2 separate regions of the Danio rerio genome follow, and region 1 is linked to region 2. The links are chromatin contacts, called in public Hi-C maps. All regions are on one chromosome and are shown on one strand. Each heading gives the region's core, a stretch centred on a gene start, on an enhancer-like site or on the middle of the called end of the contact. The rest is flanking DNA. Distances are from core to core; before and after follow the strand shown.

Evidence for each region. Hi-C and Micro-C count contacts between places; a contact is called where the count stands out from the background.
Region 1: a Hi-C map of hematopoietic stem cells shows a contact between it and region 2, with 3 times the contacts expected there. The contact joins the promoter of dyrk1ab here to the promoter of thyn1 in region 2. A contact is called at or near these places in 2 of 18 Hi-C or Micro-C datasets (hematopoietic stem cells and an unstated tissue).

Annotation. Positions count from the first base shown.
Region 1 is chr15:22,338,350-22,341,049 of GRCz12tu, reverse strand. It overlaps dyrk1ab (dual-specificity tyrosine-(Y)-phosphorylation regulated kinase 1A, b), which reads right to left and starts at 1,303. Exons shown (of 11, transcript NM_001347831.1): 1 at 617-1,303.
Region 2 is chr15:21,781,426-21,784,125 of GRCz12tu, reverse strand. thyn1 (thymocyte nuclear protein 1) reads left to right here and starts at 1,294. Exons shown (of 7, transcript NM_200657.2): 1 at 1,294-1,343; 2 at 1,430-1,623; 3 at 1,811-1,879; 4 at 1,972-2,064; 5 at 2,134-2,229; 6 at 2,308-2,458. The coding sequence starts at 1,298.

The DNA.
Region 1 (2,700 bases), core at 54-2,553, 560 kb before region 2:
CAAAAGTCTAAACTCGTAACGTACTACATGACTGAGCAATGTTTGCTGGATAACTATGGTTAGGCATCACATCGCTGGCTAATGTCAGCCCCCCCTCCCCCGACAGGAAACCAGCCTGATGGCTAACTGACAACACGCTAGTCATGGGGCTTCATCATCATCGCCATCATCATCCTCATCACCAGCAGCGTTACCAACCAAACACTCCCATCAGACAGATGATGTGATCATAACGTTAAGTTACACTTCTCTAATCACCAGCTGGCCGACTTTCTGATGGTGTATAAAATCACTAGGCTTAGCAAAACACACACGACGTTTGCTCTAACAAGCTGACCTAACGTTAGTGTTGCTACACACGGGTTGCGTTACCGGTTTGACCACTAACAGGCTAACGTTATCCTAAAACTTGTGCAAATGCTTAGGGGGAGTGTAAAAGCACGCGGAGGTGATCGGACGAGCTAACAATGATCGCTAACTAACAGAAGAAAGTTATTAATCGGCTAGCCGTTAGGCCGAATAATCCTAGCCTGTAGCTTCCACCATTCACAGTTTGTAAACAAATCCACAGAGGCTATATGATCCATTTAGACCTCCACAAATGTCAAAGACTCACCTTTAATGGTGTGATCTTCATTTAAAGTCCCAGATCCAGTAAGGTAAAGCGACTGATCCAGTTTCTCTACGCTGCTTCCAATAAGACACCCCTAATGTACTGAGCCAGACGGGGCTAAACGCCTTCCTATTTGAGCTGACAGGTACAACAGCGTCTTTCCAGTTCGTGTTTGCCCGTGTCAGACTTCATTTGTGCGTTGATCATGGTTTATAAGTGGTGAAGTGAAGGCTAGCGGCTAGTTAGCGCTCTGTCTCAGTGACTTGAACGAACGCAGCTAACCAGCTAGCGCTCGGAAACGCGCATTGAAGATTCTTCGCTCCTGGAGAGGCGGAGACGCGAATTAACGGGGTTCAAAGGCAAAATTAGTCGCGAAAAAACAACGGCGTGAGGATGCCGTAAAAAGAGCTGCGTAAAAATGTGAACAAAACCCGTTAAGATTTTCTGTCAGTTTTCACAAAATGGCGCGCGTTCCAAACCTGCGCAGCGGACCGGCCCGGCGGACCCGAGACACGGACTACTAGCCCACCAAATATACTCCAGACATTCCGATTCTTTGTCCCCGATGTGGTTTTTAGTCCGACCCGGTTGGCGAAGGCTTTTCGAAACTGTCACTGTTAGGAGCGCGTGACTGCATTATTCCGGCGGGAAGCGAAAACATTTGAAAGATTAAAAAAGCAACTGACAAAATGGCGACAGCCTGGCCTGTTGCTATGGCAACTGTCAATCAAGCAGCCTAGTACCCGGATGCTCAGATGACGATTCGTAGGAGGGGAGCAGTAAAGGTTGTGTCAGTCAAGTAGAACTGTCATACAGAACACAATAGTTTAATCATTTCGCTAAAAGATACACAGTTTGGCCTGCATTTAATTTTTTTTCTATTAATAGCTTGCACAAAGTTTTTGAAAATCAACTGCAAAATGTTTGAATCAACCCAAGCACACTAAAAATGTAACGTTATACAATTTGTTATCAGCAAATACCATAAAGGGACTTTAGTATATCAGTTATGCTTTAAAACATCAGAATTGATATTTGCAGTTTTTAAAGATGATTAAAAACCAAGTAGCCTATGTTTGGGTTGGACTATAGTTTGGCTAATGTGTTGATATTGAATAGAAATTTTGCCTTATTTGTGTACCAGTTTTAGTAGCTACAAATTAATATGGTTGTTAAAGCAAAACCATGGCCTAACCTCAAAACCTGTTTATTTATTCATTAATTGCTTGAATAGTTTATTTCAGCAAAACATGCATGTGATAAATTACTCAAAATTTTGTAACATTAATGTTTTAAAACACCAGTTTAACAGTTTTTACCTTTAAACTTTAAACTTTTTATTGTGCGTTCTGCTTGGCACAGAAAGGAAATTTGTCTGTAACACTGGATTTAAGACAACAATTCCATACATACAACCACCACCCAATAACAACACTCATCAAGACAACAACAGAAGTAAAAAATGTAAAAACCACCTTAGCCCCATACATATTTTCCGCAGGTTTAATGTTGTTGTTGTTGTTTCAAAAAGACCACTACTCAACAAACACGGTGGATTCCTTTATAATCCCACTATATAAAGTTTTGTATACCATTGTTTTTGGGAACCAAAAGTTCCTTCCCAAACCCCCAAAAAGGAATTAATTAAATAAATAAATAAATAATAGATCTAATTATACTCCCAAACACTAGAATATGGAAGTACCCTTTACTGTAGCTTCTGATCACACATAAAACATGTTGTTCAGCTTCACATCATATTTTCTAGTGCAAATGTTTACAAATTCTTAAATTATTTCAAAAGCAAAACTATGTTAGTTAAGAAGTTTTGTTTTCTGTGAAACCGATCTAAAAGAAACAAGTGCATTAAAGCAAAAACCTAAAGTCATAGGAACTGTGGTACGTAGTTTGTTCCTCCTGGGCTGAAATATCCATTTCCTTCTGCTAACAGTTTGTTGGCTAATGTGTTAGTAGAACACGAATGGCTATAGACTAGCTAAACGTTGCAGTACAATGGCTAAATATTATTTCAGTAAATTAAACAGAATTGTAAACAGATGTCTTTACTTTATAAGCATTTCAATTTC
Region 2 (2,700 bases), core at 45-2,544:
ACCTCAGTATTTTCAATAGAATTTCTGCGCTCACCTGCTGATTCTGACGGGGCTAGCAGTTACACAGTCTTTCATATCATTTTACGCTTAAACAACTAATGAATGTCTTAAGTCTATTTAACTGAATGTATTGTTACATTACACCAGATACTGTAAAAGGAACCTTATTAAATAAAAAAATAGTCACATTAACCAGAAGTTTATCATTGGCTGAAATACACTAGCTGTAAATAGAGCCCATTACATTTCAAATTCAGTAGTTTTATAACAGGAACTGAATCTCAACTAGTAAGAAAAGTAATTCTTAATAATTGTATTTTCACTAGTTAAAAGTCACTCCCATTTTACATATCAGAAATACAATTATAAAGTTTTTTTTATTGTTAATCTAGTTCAAATGTCTGTTCTTAAAATCTACTATTGACATGATTTTAGTAGCAGTGTAAATAAGTGATATCAATAATTGATACTAGTTTAAAAGTAGATGGCTGATATCTGTAAATATTTTTCAACATAGCCTATTAGATACACAATAGCAAAAATGAACACAATGAAATTAATTTTTTTTATCAAAAATAAAAAGAAATGACTAGCTTTTCAATGGTTGATTGAATGGCTAAAATTTAATTAATGTTATCAACAATTTAATTATCAACAACTGAATTTAAGTTATTAACAATTATTTTGATATAAACAATTACAATTTTGACATCAGCAATTACATTTGGACAAGAAAAAAAAATTGGTTGATCAATATTAATTTTGAATGACTTTTAAGTTGTGAAAATACAATTGAAATTGTTGTCATACAAATAACACAGTTCTAATGCAAATACCTTGTGGTTAGTTTAACTAAGCGAGGTTATTTCATATGGGAAGCAGTACTACAAGAAGACACACTTCCTTATGGAAATAAAAGATCTTTCATTGTTTGGAAGGGATAAACTTGTTTATTTTTTTATTAGGAAGTACCATAAGAAATAAGTACTTGTATCAAGTTATTTTTAAAAAGCATGAAAATAGATAAGCTACTGTTGTTTCAGAAGCTAAAGGTTAAATCGGCTTGCCATAACAGGTGACCACGTGGGTCATCGAAAAAGTTTTTTAGTACATGAAGATATTACAAGTTGCAATCGATTTCAACAGAGGTCTTTTAATGTTCACATTGTGTATACCCCACATTCCGTGGATGAGATTAAAATAAAAGCGGACTAAATCCAGTTCTGATTCTCCAGACCGCATGTCATCCTCCAGGGCGCTGTTTGATCACGAGTGCCGCACGGTCTGCTAGTGAAAAATGCCACCCAGGAAAACACGAAGCAGCGCCAAATCTAATAAACACTGTAAGTAATCTGCATAATGTAAAGGCTGCATCGTTTTATATGTCTACTGAAGAAAAGTTTCGTTAAATAATGGTTTGTTATTTTAGCTGATGCAGACGCCCACCTCAATGAGGGGTCTGATGATGTTGCACAACGCAAAACTGGCAAAAGAAAAAGGTCAGCAGCTGTAAAAGGTGATGTGGAGAATAAGAACGACGATGACGCCTGCAAACCATCTTACAGCCGCTGGCTGATGAAGTCTGAACCTGAGAGCCGGATTGAAAATGGAGTGGATGTGAAGGTATTTTAAAGTATTTAACTGTTTAATTTTATCTGCATGAAAGAGTCTAGCAATACTATATTATAGAGAACTACATAATAAATATATTGAATAGAAAACACAAGAAAAACATCCTTTAGTACACACTAAAAAATCAGTCTTGAAATAAAGTGTATAACAAAACATGATCTCATGTCTCCAAATGCAGTTTGGAATTGAAGACCTCAAAGCTCTTCCCAATCAGACGGGATGCTGGGATGGAGTGAGGAATTATCAGGTGAACTTTGACTGATACTATATTAATCAAAATATTTTTTCACATTTTCACGTAATTAAAGCTTTTATTAAGTTGAAAAATCTTCCCCTCAGGCCCGAAATTTCATGAGAGAAATGAAAGTAGGCCAGCAGGCCTTCTTTTACCACAGTAACTGCAAAGAGCCAGGCATCGCTGGCCTCATGAAGGTGAGGAGTCAATATACTGAGCGCTTAAGAAGCAGATAATAAGAATCATGTTATGAATCATTTTCACAGATTGTTAAAGAGGCTTATGTGGACCATACACAGTTTGACAAGAAAGATGTACATTATGACCCCTCTAGCAAAGCAGATAACCCTAAATGGCATATGGTATGAGTTTACACACATTAATAGAGGTATTATTTGCATTTTGGGAATCAGAAGTGACCAGAGATGAACTGTGTACAGGTGGATGTTCAGTTTGAACGGATGGTCAAGCGCTTTATTCCTCTCGCTGAGCTGAAGAAATATCACCTGGAACACAGAGTGAAGGGCGGCCCACTCAAAGACATGTCCCTTTTCACCAGAGCCAGACTGTCTGTTCAGCCCCTCACTGCAGGTTATTCACATCAATACACATTTGAGGATTATGTATGTCTGTGTGTGTATAATTGTAAAAATAAACCAAGAAATATAGTTTTATTTTTGTATGAAATATTTATACATGTTTAAATTGATCATTTATTATCAGAATATTTATTAAAGACATATGAATTATTAAATGCAGTTATTTTGCTTAAAGAAAATTCATAATTGTTTTAAAATAAACATGATTTTTTATTTTTTTAATTTAAGCAAACA